2 separate regions of the Aedes aegypti genome follow, and region 1 is linked to region 2. A link is a contact called in public Hi-C data. All regions are on one chromosome and are shown on one strand. Each heading gives the region's core, a stretch centred on a gene start, on an enhancer-like site or on the middle of the called end of the contact. The rest is flanking DNA. Distances are from core to core; before and after follow the strand shown. Region 1 overlaps LOC5570136 (glutamate--cysteine ligase). Region 2 overlaps LOC5570137 (kelch-like protein 5).

What was found. A called contact is a pair of places that touch in the nucleus more often than the background predicts.
Region 1: a contact with region 2 is called in a Hi-C map of whole pupa, with 1.6 times the contacts expected there. The contact joins two enhancer-like sites. A contact is called at or near these places in 2 of 2 Hi-C or Micro-C datasets (whole body and whole pupa).

The regions. Positions count from the first base shown.
Region 1 is chr3:14,679,657-14,687,165 of AaegL5.0, reverse strand. LOC5570136 (glutamate--cysteine ligase) reads left to right here. Exons shown (of 6, transcript XM_001653067.2): 3 at 3,364-3,661. The coding sequence starts at 3,400. Among protein-coding and RNA genes, the nearest start is that of LOC5570136, 12 kb to the left of the region's middle. Within about 2 kb of position 2,960, at least 1 of the 3 cell types and tissues checked has open chromatin away from gene starts, as enhancers often do.
Region 2 is chr3:14,641,204-14,648,580 of AaegL5.0, reverse strand. The region is part of intron 2 of LOC5570137 (kelch-like protein 5); the gene reads right to left. Among protein-coding and RNA genes, the nearest start is that of LOC5570137, 18 kb to the right of the region's middle. Within about 2 kb of position 6,095, at least 3 of the 3 cell types and tissues checked have open chromatin away from gene starts, as enhancers often do.

The sequences.
Region 1 (7,509 bases), core at 1,711-4,210, 42 kb before region 2:
TAAGCGATGCACACCAAAAAATGTATAGGTACTACTCGCATATCCATAGAACCATAATACAATAACTATTATACACGCTTAAAAATATTTTCTTGAATATCGATAACCCACAAATATAAGCAATGATTAACGAAACTGTAATTTATAAAAGCAATTTTAACAATATATTGCGTGCATTACAGGCTGCTGAATCAGTTTCCGATACAAGTTAGGCCCAGTTTCAACTATTTAAATGTAATTCATGCATAGGCACCATGGGGGTGAAGCTCTCAAAAATTGAATCAAATGAAATATATTCCGAGCAAACGCACTTTTGAATTTGTCATATTTGGGTGAACTGCATTGATTGCAATTGTGCGTTTTTGGAAGGTCTTGTTGGAACCCGATTTTTGGCTGCTAAATTTTTCAAAATTTGTAACTATTATGATTTGTATCGTAAGAAATTATCTCATTCTCATAATTTCTGACGATACAAATCATATTAAATAGCAAAAAAAATGAAAAATTTGCAACCGAAGCTTAAAAATGGGTACTATATATATATATATATATATATATATATATATATATATATATATATATATATATATATATATATATATATATATATATATATATATATATATATATATATATATATATATATATATATATATATATATATATATATATATATATATATATATATTTTTTTTTTTTTTTTTTTTTTTTTCATGAAAAGTTAATGTATTTTGTACAAAAACCTCGCTTTTCGTTCACAACGGCAGAGTGGTGGCTCTGATGATGGCAAACCGCGCGACGACTGGAAGGTTAAAGAAATATTAGCTTCCTAACCTAAAAGTCCCCATACAAAACAAAAGTTCCATATAGAAAATATTTACCATTTGAAAAATTATCTCAGATACATGTTGTGTACATCCAAAATATGTTGTGTGTTTTAATTGTTATCTGTGACTAAAAATTCCGACCTTGTGAAAATCTCAAATACCAACCATTCTTAAAACTCACATGATATTAAAAAACCTGAATGTATAAAACTAACATTTTATGTCTGACAATCATCAAGTGTTGTCTACCACAACTTTAAAATGACCATAATTAGAGATATACCGATTCAAGGTAAAATAGTCCTGGAATTTGGTTTGTTTTGTATTGATTAACCTTCAGATGTGTTTCCTCCAAAGGTTATAGGTAATTATTTTCAAATTCTCCCGTGTTAGCTTTTTTGCCCCCTTTCTGGATTTTTCGCCCCCCAAATTCTGTTTTACAAATTTTCGCCCCCTTGAGCATGAAAATCGCCCCCAGGGGGGCGAATTCGCCCACTTTGGGAATCACTGATCTAACATAATTGAAAAATCAAGTATACAAAGATATTCATTCACATAAGTTATTCAAAATTCTCTAAAAGCACTTTTATCAATCGTGTATAAATTATTTTATACAACAAGACTGATTTCACTGACTTACAGAAAAATATTCCGCTCAATTATTCCACAAGTAAAAGTGACATTTTGTTCTTAGGAGATCAGCTGTCAAAATAACTTTGGTAAAAATCAGATTTTTTCTTGAGCACTTAAATGCTTAAACAATCACAAATCATCTCAATACGTCCATGTTGTGAAAAATGTGTCAATGATAAAATTCACTGAAATCTGTCAAAAACCAATTCTATTGTTTACATTAGAAAAGTTTGTTATATTTCTAACAAAAAAAAAACAAGGAATAAGTACTTTGTGTAAAAAAAACTGGAAATACATTTTGTGGCTGTTGAGTTGCGTGAGCTACAACTCAAATGTGGAAAATCTCAAGTATGAGAAATGAGAATTTGAGATTTTTTCAACGCTGGAAACAGTTTGTATGTGATGAAAAACTGTGGACAAGTAAGAGTAAAATATTGCTACGTTGAGGAAACGCCAAGTGGGCTCTTAATTTCGACCCATAATTTTATACAACAAATTTTACTCAAAAATGAGAACTAATTTGGTGTGTATCACTGTACCAAATTTCTTAGTAAAGGAATGGGGAAGATAATTTAAAATTTCCTATAAATTCGGAAAGTGTAACTAATTTGGTACATGTTACATCATTCATATAAGTAATCTTTGCATTGGGTCTGTTTCTTGCGTTCTTGGAAAATAATGAGCATATATCGTGATTCATAAGATGGGAGCATTAAATATGATCAGCCAAACTCTAAAACTGAGAAAAAAAAAAACTGTTTTTTAACAGATTGAACATGGTTTTATGTATAGTCTGATATAAGATCTTGCTTATGTCACAAATACGATTGTGTTACTTTTTCTCGAATGCCGTTTCCCCGAACGCTAGTTCCCCGAATTCCAATTTCGCGTATTACTCGTTTCCAGAAAAAAAAAATGTAGGTAGTTCATGTAGGAACAAGAATAGATTACATCAACAGGTGGCATCCCAACTAGATTTCGTCCCTAAAATAGCAGTAAAGCTGCATGAAGGATTGTTTACAATGTTTGATGAACGTTTCATTCTTCAGTTTTGTCATCATAATATCAAATCAGTAATCCACTCGAGTTAACCAGAATTGATAAAGCTGCTTTTGGGTGACTTTATTTGTATATTCGCAAAAATCCAATACATTGATTACTAACAATTATCTATTCTTTCTGAATTCACGAAAATAATCCTTTTGAATAGGCAACCCACAATGGGTAACAACTCTCATATGCAACAAAGCAAGAAAGCATGTTCAAATCCTATTTGGTAATGCCAGCGCTTTCAAAAGGAAGACACATTCTGTGCCATCAATCAAAGTATAAAAGATGTGTCCAGTGTGATCAGAATTGTACTCATCATCTAACCGTCGTTGTCGTTTGTTTGGGTTGGAAAACACGCTCGCCGCGTGATTCTTATCATCAGGCGGGGCTATATCTGGTCACAAACCGCATACCTAAGCTTCGTTAAATTTGTTTGGTGCTTTATTTTGTGTCTACTTATTACGATGTTTTGTTTTGCGTTTTTTTTAAATCGATGAGCAGATCCTGGAACAGTCAGGTTGTGCTCGCTAGCAGTTTATATTTATACTTATTCCAGATGCTGAGCACTTCAATGAATTTTTGTTCTGTGAACTTCCCCCGATGCAATTACCTTATCATACAGGGTAATCATATGATTATGTAAAATTTCATTCACCTTTCAACGTTGAGTAAATAATTAAATAAACTGTGTCCAACATTGCAAGAATGTGATTGATCCGTCGAACAGCTCTGGGAAATTGTAGCGCTATTATGACACACGGCATTCGATAACTTTAGCACTGACGATTCAGCGAAAAATCGGCCAATTCCTACTGACATGTATACATTCTGTTGGTCATCAATTCTTCCACAGTAATAAACGAAATTCAACAAACAATAACGCAGCACGATGGGACTGCTGAGCGAGGGAAGTCCACTGAGTTGGGAGGAAACGAAAGCTCTGGCGCAACACGTGCGTGAACACGGTATCGAACAGTTCATCAACTTGTACGCCCGGCTCAAAGATCGGCAGGGCGATGTGCTCAAGTGGGGCGATGAGGTGGAGTACATTATCGTGCGGTTCGATGACGAAAAGAAGGAAACGCAGGTGTCTCTGCGAGCTCGTGAATTGCTGGCCACCCTCAACGAGAAGGAACACGCCGATCCGACAGGTGAGTGAACGATAAGGGCTTGATTGTTGAATGGTGTTTTTAAGGCGAAGTAGGCCGTCATTGAAATTTGTACGCGTTGTTGATGATTGTTGCTAATTTATCTCACGATTTCGAATCAAAGAAAATCAGTTCTCGCGAAACATTACTAAAGGACCTATCTAACATTGAGAGGCTTTCTTTGTTTACTTTCTCTTTCATTAATAACTGAGTCACATTAATCTCTTCTGTTGCGTTTTTTGTATGAAACGCTAGTCAAGGAAATTGACTTTCGGTCTATAGTGAAAAACTTCCCAAAATCTTTAGTGTTCCACTGTTATAATCGAAAGAGAACGAGAGAGGAGAGAATCTCTCATTTGTACATAGGTCCTTTAGTAATGTTCCGCGAGAGTTGGTTTTGCACTGACATACCTAAAAAAGTATCAGCATACTTTATCCATGTTAGCACGTACAGTGATACTTTTTCAAGTCAATATAAATTATCAAGATTGAGTTTTATCACTTTGAAATGCAAGCCTAAAAGTCATCATTGATGCCAAAACGAATGACGGGCTAGGGTAAAAGCACCGGTTTTGGCCAGCCTAAGAGAAAATGTCAATAAAAACTGAATGGGAAGCCGTATTTATACAACAAATATGTCAAATGCAAGCTTTCAATCCAAATTATATGTGTAAAATATCAAAACTGAGCCAAACCCATTTTTTTGCTTTGAAAATCCCGTAGGTCAATATAGGCCAACGGAACCAGTTTCGGCCAGAGATTTAACTTCGGTTCCTAAATTGGTCAATTACATTGATTTCTCATGAGAGTGGCCAAATTAGGAGTGCCCTGGCCAAATTAGATGTATGGGAGTTAAAATTATAAGGAAAATTAATTGTTTTTCTTATGTTTTGAATCAATTTGGACAAGTAAATGAATGTAGCTCTATCATATGAATGTGATCTACTGCACACAAACGGTTTCATGGTGATTGGCTATGTAAAACGGTGTATAATCCACTATGGCTACAACTGGCGTATGGCCAAAACCGGTGCTTCTACCCTACTTAACCTTAAACATGCACAGCCCCAAAGCTTAAATTGCTGTCATATTTGGGTGAAATCATCTGGATAGGGGAAGATTCAAATATTACGTCCATAATTTGTTCGGGATTTCTAGACCCCCCACCCCGTTCCCTCTCTATCTCGCTTTTTTTTTAATACATAATACATGCACTGTCCATTATACATGCACTGTACATATAGGGGGCCCAGATAGCCGTAGCGGTAAACGCGCAGCTATTCAGCAAGACCAAGCTGAGGGTCGTGGGTTCGAATCCCACCGGTCGAGGATCTTTTCGGGTTGGAAATTTTCTCGACTTCCCAGGGCATAGAGTATCTTCGTACCTGCCACACGAAATACGCATGCAAAAATGGTCATTGGCATAGTAAGCTCTCAGTTAATAACTGTGGAAGTGCTCATAAGAACACTAAGCTGAGAAGCAGGCTCTGTCCCAGTGGGGACGTAACGCCAGAAAGAAGAAGAACATGCACTGTCACACTTCCATAGAAACCAATGGATCTCTTCCAAAATTTTTCAAAACATTCCTCCTCCTTCGAGATTTTTCCAGGGATTCCTTAATCCAGGAATTATTTCAGAATTCACTCAGCCCCAAAATATTTGCATAATTTCTGCCAACAAACATATTTTTCGAAGACTTCTCAAGAAATCAATCGATGAATTTCTCAAGAAATATCTTCATAAGCACTAAGAATCACTTAATGAATTGTCCAAGGCGTTTGCAAGCTTTCTTCAAATCATACTACGAATGTTTTAAGGATTTCTTCGAGTATTCTTCTAAGAAATCGTCACCTTCATGTATTTCTCTATGTATTCTTCAAGAAATTTCCTCAGGAATCCATTCTCGAAATCGTTTAGCAAAAGGATTCTGAATGCCCCTAGGATTATTTTAAGATTCTTATGAATCATTTTGAGAGACCTTGAAAAATTCATCCGATTTTATTTTATTATTGTTATTTTTATTTTATTTATCTTTTTCTTCATAGCATAATAAATGGCTTTTCCCTGTACATCATTTTTTATATACTTAGGGTATTCTTCTAAATTTTTTCCTAGGTATTCTTTTTAAGAGTCCTTAGAGTACACCTCTAAGGATTGCTGATTACTCCTGAATTGTTTACCAGAAATCAGTTTTCGTATTCTTCCAACGATTACTTCTAAGAATTCAAGTTACAATAACTATAGGGATATTCTTCAGAACCTCTCAAAAAAATCTGCAAGTGACACATATTTTGTTAAGAATCATCATCCTAAGATTTCTTCAAACACTCTTCTAAAACTATTTTGACATTTTTCAAAGAATTCCATTTTGAATTCCTCAAACTCATCTAAGCATTCCTAGCTACATAAAGTTTCCCAAAAAAAATCTACTCGTTTTCTTTTAGGAATTGCATTTAGAACTCCTACCAAGAAATTCACCACAGATTCATTCGTCAATTCATCTAATCATATTGCTACGAAATTCCTCAGATATTCATAAAGATTATCATTGAATGCTTAGATTCTTCAAAGTATTCCTTTCTGAATGATTTATTTCCACAATCAATTAAGGTGTCTAATAGAGTTTCAAATATATCCTCTATTGATTACGTAGAATTCGTAGAATTCGAAAAATCCTGTAGGTATGCTTTTTTGGGAATCCCTGGAAGAATGATTTAGGAAATCAATCAATTACACAGCGAAACACGTTTTTGTCTCAAGAACCAAAATACCGCCATTTACTTAATTAAGGGTTGTCATCCATTGCCATCCAGGGTTGGAAATCTATTTCCGTTTCAAAAATATCATACCACGTCTATTTTTTTTTTTTTAGGTTGGCTGTTGAAAATGCAAAATGTCTCTATTTCAACCAACTTGCATGCATGTTTGCCTGCTTGTAAGCCAATTTATTTGCTCAATTTGCCGCAGAATTCAAACTCTTGTATTGACAAGAGTCCTGGGTTTGAATCCCAGCTGAGCACGTGGATTTTTTCATAATTTATTCTAATTTACCATGCGTAATGGGTTAATTAATTTAAAGTCCATAGTACTTTCGATGCTCAAAATTTATTTTTTGATGGTTTAGAAAAGTGTTGTATTTTGCCAATACAATGCCATATAAACAAAAAAAATTGTATGGGGACTGCACTGCCGTGAATCGCAAGTCAGTCCCATCTGTAAAAAGTAGGCATTGAGAAAATGGGTTATGAAGTTTCCAAACTCGTTTTCCATACGAATGTTCAAAAAATTCCAGAGGATTGGAACAAGTTCCAATGTTAATGAAACTTTCACAATTTGCTTTTCACTACGATATCTCTCCGAGAAAATATAAAGATGAACAAAACACGGTTAAGTTTTATGTGACACGGTGCGGAAATCTGTAGTGAGACTGATATGCGGTTACTTTTTGTTATGAAACAATTGGACTTGCTGATTTTATCTATTTTTTCGAACAGATCTTATTATCTCTATAGTGCAGCTGGAAGAGCATAAGAAAATATATTGAAAACTGAATCCAGCTCAATTTTGACGAAAATGCAGATGGGACTGTCTAGCGATTCACGGCAGTGCAGCATGTTAAAAAAATCGTTTAAATTTTATCATATTATTTCAACCAAATTAATAATTGCTGAAACATTTCAGAGAACGGCATCTGATTCGGTGATCTCAAATCTACTAAAGACATAGGTTCAAATCCTCGACACACGCTAAAAAAGTCATTTTTGTTACACTATATTATGAAAAATTTCTGATATGAAGATATATGCAAACAATACATCTCGATTACTTTTTCAAATCGACGTAAGTAACTT
Region 2 (7,377 bases), core at 4,846-7,345:
GAAATCACATTAAAAGAGAAACTTCAAAGTTTGAACTAAAAATATTAACATTAAGAGGTGGCGCAAGCGCCTTGAAGCTGAATTTTCAAGTTATAAAAATGGCCTTCAGTGGAATAACCATAACTTTGTTATTTGTTAACAAATTTTGAAGCTTTTAGCACCATTGTCTTTAAAATTGAATATATGGAAACTTTGTAGAACATCAAATTTGTCTTAAATTGAAACTTGAAGATAGTTTTCTCGAAATTTTTCCTCATTTTACTTGAAAAAATCATTTTTGGTTGGCCATAACCTCATAAATACTCAATCAATTCTAAATATTTTTACATGTTTTTGTTGGATAACTTGGTCAAAACAATTTTTCAGTGAAATGTGTTGTATGAACAACTAAATTTGCTTCAAAAACATGTAAAAAGATTTGGAATCGATCAGGTATTTATGAAGTTATGGTCAAACAAAGATGAAAATTTTAGTGAGAAGAGGAAAAATTTGGAGTAACTACTTTTAACTTAAATTTGTTTTGATTTTATATAAATTTGGTGTTCTACAAAGTTAATAAAAAAATAATTTTGAAGGGAATGATGCTAAAAGTTCCAAAATTGGTTGAAAAATAACAAAGTTATGTCTACTTCACTGAAGGTTATTTTTTATAACTTGAAAATTCACCTTCAAGTAGGCTTACCAGATGGTATCCTGTGGGAGGACATGTCCTCTTTTTTGATTATATGTCCTCCCGTCCTCTTTTGGGCAGAAAATGTCCTCCTTTTCCAAAGTTATCGAATATTGAATTCAGATCCAATTTTTCTTTAGAATCTCTTGGATAAATATGTAGGAATTTTCACTTCAAACCCTCTTACTTACCCAGATACTTGCTATGTTTTCTAAAACTTTCAAATCAAATATGAAACAGTACAGGGCCATCCCACTTGGGTTCAAATTGGGTACCACTTCTAGTACTGCATTTGGTCCCTTGGTACTTCAAAAGATACCCAAGTTTGACAGATCACAGTACACTTTTCACGTCATTCTAGATTTTGCTCTATTACCTTATGTGCCATAAAATTTTAGGCAACTGCAATGGACATGGAGGTCTTCATTTCGTTTCTGGTATTATTGGTTTCCTTTTTATATAATATTTGATGCGCCTTCGAAATGATACCTACTTTATTTCGGTTTCGTAATCTTATTGAGCATGTTCAGTTGACAGCGCCCTTTGCAAGCTGTCTGGCAAGAATTAGAGGGTTGAAATGCTTTTGAGTTTTTCTAAAAAAAATGCCTAAATCAGAACAAATTTATCAACCAAACTAACACCTTTCTTTTATCTAAAAATAATAGATATTAGAAAATGTTCAAGCATTCCCATTTTTTTCTCTGAACTATTTATTAACACTTTTCAACATTAAAAGTCTTAAAATGACCTTAATTGCCCGAAGAATCAGAGTTCACAATTCTTTGCTAAGATGTGCAACGCCTTTTGTTAAATACAAAAGCATCTAAGATTGAACTAAACATCAGTTATGTATCAAATAAGGAGAAAATCCTTCTGGTAAGCCTACCTTCAAGTCGCTTGCGCCACCTCTAAATGTTAATATTTTTCGCTCAAATTTTGAAGTTTCTCTTTTTATGTAATTTGAATTCAAAAGAGCACACGAATTTTAGGTTTTGAGAACTTTTGAAAAATAAGCAATAGGGTGCAGAGGATAGGAGAAGGTTTCGACCGTGATTGTTTTGTATTAATTTTGTTTTATAGCTGTATCGGTCATGCAACTCAAAGGTAAAGGGAGTCTATAGAAGCAAATGATGGAAACGAATAGGTGCATAGGCGTCGCAAGGGAGCGACAAGATTAAAAAAAAAGTTTATGCGCTACATCTTCTTTTTTATAGATATTTGAGATGTGTAATCATATTTTCATATAAAATAAAGATCGATTCATTGAAATTAAATTATGGCGTTGGCATATTACCCCCAATTATCCTACTATCTACAGTGCTGTTCTGAATAATAGCAGCGCATGTCGATTTTCATACAAAATGCTCAACTTTGACATGCTGTAGTTTTGTTCCCTTTCAAGCAATCGAGTTGAAATTTTCTCCACAGAACTACAAATATGCCCAATTTTGTAAACACAAAATTTCAAAATATTCTAAGCCCCTGCCGGAAAGTGAGATACTAGGTGAAATTGTTCGAAAAAATAGCAGTTTTAAAAAATTGAATTTCGGCTTGACATTATAGTTTTAAATTGTATATCACTTACCATTGGAACAATCTCCTCCTACTTATCAAACCTACACCTAAACCGAAAATGTTTAAAATATTTGTAGAAGAAAAATTTTAAAATGAAAAACTGCTATTTTTTCGAAAAATTTCACCTAGTGTCTCACTTTTCGGCAGGGACTCAGAAAAAACTGAAATTTTGTAGTTACAAAATTGATCATATTTGTAGTTCTGTGGAGAAAATTTCAGCTCGATTGCTTGAAAGGGAACAAAACTACAGCATGTCAAAGTTGAGCATTTTGTATGAAAATCGACATGCGCTGCTATTATTCAGAACAGCACTGTACATTAAACGTTTACCGACTGGAGTCTCAGCATGCAAATAATATTATGAATATAGTATTTTGTGGAATTTTGATCCAAACTTGATCTAAGATTTTAATTTTCTTGGAAAATGTCCTCAAAAAGTATACAGTTGTATATGATTATGAGTTTTATAGAAATACAGGGTCAAAAAGTGATGAACATTCCTGCAGGGACTCCTGCATGATTTTTTTTTGGTGAATCAATTGTTTATTTTTTTTTGAAAAAAAAAAATACTTAAAACTCTCGGAGTAATTAATGGACAAATAACTCAAAACTATGATGAATTCATGAGTAATCACACCATCAAGGACTTAGGAGAACTTTCTGAAACAACTTCTGTGAGAATCCCGGAAGTTATTTTTAGGAGAATTTATGGAAGAATTTCAGAAATATTTGCCTACGAGAAACTCTAGAAGAGTTCCTGCTGGAATTTGTACAATCATCCCTGGAGAGAACTCTTTCAAGGATTTCTGCAAGTATATTTTTTGTTCTCATGAGCAGTTATGTTGGCAAATTTTGCTGCATAAACCTTGGATGTTTAAAAACGGTTCTTTGCAAAAAATATTCTATGAAGATGAATGATGGAAACAAATTGTGAAAACTATAAATATAAGATTACTAATAGAATATTGGAAAGTATTTACTATGGAAAAAATCTACGTAACATAGGTACTATTGCTAGAACATATATTCGGTGTTACGTGATTACGTGAAATGCAACCTAACTATACATTTCGTGTTCACAAACGAACGATGTTGCCATCTGGAGAAAAAAAAAACTCGGTGAATGATGCATCGAAAATGTAGCATGAGAAGGTACAGGAAGTGCACTTTCACACTTTCCAATGGTTATATAAAATTTAATAAAATTAATAATCCAGTTAGAATGCTGAACTTGTCAATGGTGTCGAATTTGCGAACATGGGCAGTAAAGCACTGTTTCCCAACCTTTTCGGAGCTACACAAACGTCTTGCGGACCTCTAAAGACGGATGTTCTTGAGATAAATATTTATTGAAACATGCCGAAGCTTTCAAATTACTAGGCAGGCGCTCCTACAAATCACGTCTGTAGTATAACATAGATCTTGATGGCGAACTCGTCAATGCAAGAATTCTTCCTCGATCCTTTGGGAAAATCCGCTAGAATTGAGCCAGAAATCATCCATCAATCCTGACAAAATCCAACAGAAAATCATGCAAGGCAAGTAGTATTAATCGCTTGGGCACCTCCATCACTCACCTTAACAATGGGGTCTTTTCTCCATCTAATTGTATAAAGCTTAGCAACTAACCTCACTTATATATGAAAGTTTGCTGTTAGAAAGCACTTCAGAACGACACATATAGGGTCAAATATGAACTCAGTAGGTATATAACAAACTCTGTGGAAGTGAAGTTAAAGTGCCAAGAATAAGATACATCTTCATACATGATGGGAAAATTTCAAATCTCGCTAGCAATTTGTCAAAAATATTCCGGAGTTAAGATGAAGATGAATCGAAGCCAAACTTTAAATTTTCAAGAGCACGGATCTGGGAAACCAAACACCCGTTTAAGTTGAAAACTTAATCGATTGGTCACTAGCTGGTGGTGGTGATTCGGTTTCAGCTCAAACGGGTGTTTGGTTCTCCAGATCCGTGCTCTTGAAAATTTGAAGTTTGGTTTCGATTCATCTTCACCTTAATGGTTTTGTTTTCGCCTTGTTTAATACTTACAATGACCAGAGTATCTCACCATGGATCTTGCAAAACTTGCCAAGGATTGAGCCGCAAATATTTCAGCAATTTTCTATGAAATACTATTTCAAATTTTCAAGGTCAGATAAGACAAGCTCAGGTGTATAGAATTAGAATGGATGCGCATTGAGTGATTATATCTGACTCGCAATCTGACATAATGACATTTTTATTATTTTCCAGTATATCCACAGTTGAAAGAAACAAAATAGGTTACAAATACTTAGGATTTTTTTTTCACTTCATTTCGTCCGAACAAATTGTTCATCTATAAAAACTGAACATTCATTAAAAATCCGAAATTTTCCTGTAAGCATTGTTTTTGCAGTACTGAGTTCAATAAAATTCTTTTTTCTATCATCGAACTGTAGTTTTTACAAATCCTTCTTCTCATAGAAATCATATGTGATTATTCTTACGCTTGGAAGCATCAAAGCACGGATAATCATAATTATCTCCGCGTTGCTCTTACTCCGGCTCCATTGTAATATTGATGTAACAAGATGAATCGGCCAAAATGCGTTTCTGAGTTTGATAACATCCCATCGATTGCGATCGAAGTCGAATCCAATCAGTACGGTGTGCGAAATGCAAAATAAAGCCAAAAAAAGAAATGTGCGCTATATCTGCTGCATCATACGCAATGCATCATTGACACGGTGTATCCATCGGTCCACATTTGAGAGCTGATACAATTATCATTATCAGCCACAAGTGCATCATGCTCCCCCGTGGCCGGCCAATTAACCGACACGCGTTAATGAAAAAACACAAGGGGGTTTCAGTTGTCGGTTTTACGGATTGATGGCAATTTGGGTCATGTCTGGTAAGGTTTTGTTGATCGATTTCTTTCTTTCGATTTAAACCCCCAAACGTTTCTCCATGCCCCGTATACACCGGCTTCATTTCCATGTCAAGTGTCGGGAGCTGTTTGCAACTTATTTATAACATGGTAGTATAATGAACATACATTCCATGGGCACGCGCTCTAATCATACACCGGGAATCAAACCGTCAGATTTATAAGGGTTATCATCGTACGAGGTGCTGTGAATTATAGAGTGCTTCGTAATGTAGCGAAATTGTGTTCTACCCGGCTGGTGGTGATTTGCTTCCTGGTTTGCCTTTTATAGACAGGAGGAATATAGTTTTGCGTCAGCTCGTCCGTTTTCTTAGGTACCTACTACTGCTGATGGATGACCGAAACGAGTCGTTTGAATTATTTCGTGAACTGGAGAAGAATCTTTCCATTTATTTGGAAGAGCTCAGGGACTAAGGCACATTATTTGGTTTTCGTGGGTGCTGACCAACAGGGCGGTAGGGTGAACCAAAAATTTAAATTGCTGTTTCACGAGGATTAAAAAAGATTGAGTAAATATCACATTTGTCCGAGTTGTGCACCTAAATAGTTAGGTATATAGACTATTTTAGTCGACTGTTTAATGTGGAGCAGCCTAATTTTATACTTAGCAGTCTAAACTTTCATTCCAAAGCTCTAAATTCCTCTTTCCATATGAATCTGCGCTTTGGAATGCTGTATACACGAATTAGTATATCAATAATATCAAGTATTCTCCGATTATTATCAACTTCCCCAACTTCACCTAAACAGGAAAACTAACGACCCCACTCTTTTGAGAGAATCACCGCGCCAGTTTACATGTAGCAGACAGAAAGCCGTTACAAGCGTTTTCCTGTTGTTATGGGTTTCTTCGCCGCGTTGACGAATCCTCGCATCACGTCTCTGACCAGACCGCTTAGCTATCATGCGCCAACGGAGCGAGAGTAAAGATTCTTTGTTTGCAAACTTGCCATGATGACCAAGACCCTGCCCTGACTATGTATACAGGTTCACGCGGTTTGTAAAAGTAGCGTAATCGACGCGACGCGGTAACTATTCAACCGCGAACATGTGGACCCAATACATGGAACGTGCTAAATTCGAACGCAGTTCGTAACGATCACGTACCTACCTATGACTCTGGATCAATAAAAAGATAAAGTAGAATTAACATGAAACAATCCAACATATTATAAATCAATAAAACAATTTCACTTAAGTAAATGAAAAAAATAGTACTATACCATTTAATTCCACTAGAGTTTGTATCGTTTGACAGATACGCGTATTCCGACCTCAACTCTAAGGCCGGCTTTTCATTTACTTATACATAGATATTTCAATAATCAACTCAAAGATTTATTATAATTTTGCTTAGTTCACCTATTTTTTCTCATTATTTTTAAAGTAGTGGAACTTAGTAGAAATATGGTAGTGTTGTTATCTTAGCAGTTTTTGTCGGTGATAAAGAGTTGCCGAAAATACAACCGTACTGTACAGAAAAATATTCGACGATGGATGTAGAAATGAACAAATAATTCGAAAAAGAATAAGGAGCTGAAACAATTGCTGTGTAACAAAAATAACAATTAAACATTTGCAGTAGATACAATTATTCTATAACAATGGTCTATCGAACTTAGCGCCCTGTTGAAGAGATATTTCCGTGTACATTGTTTTCAGAATGTCTATGATTAGTGAGAATTCCCCATGGAAGATTTGCTACTTCTTTGTGTGACCGAAGTCTTAGGTATTAAATCATTTGAGAGCTCTCAACAGTCTTGTGTGACGATGATTTGACTAAAAAGAAACAGCTCTACTTTCATGAGTAGACATTAGAGTTTGACATGAATAATTCAATCTAAAACAGTGGTTATGACCGTGCAGGAGATCCATAAATGCGTTCCATGGAAATCCACTAGGGTCTCGCTCAGAATTTTGAAAATTTTCATGATCTCGCTACGAATCTACAAATGAAAATGTTCCTAATTAGGTCAAATAATTACAGACGTTAGCATGATTGGTGTGAATAAAAAGAAAAAAAGATTATCCCTTGTACATTAACCGTGGATCTTCTGATCCTGAGGCCCAAACCTGACCATCATCTCTATTTTAAGCCGATGGTGATGGACTGTAGGGTTCACAGAGTGCATTCGTGTTGGCAACCCTATGAGAATTAAGAGTATAGAGTGATACATATTCAGTTATTTCACAATGA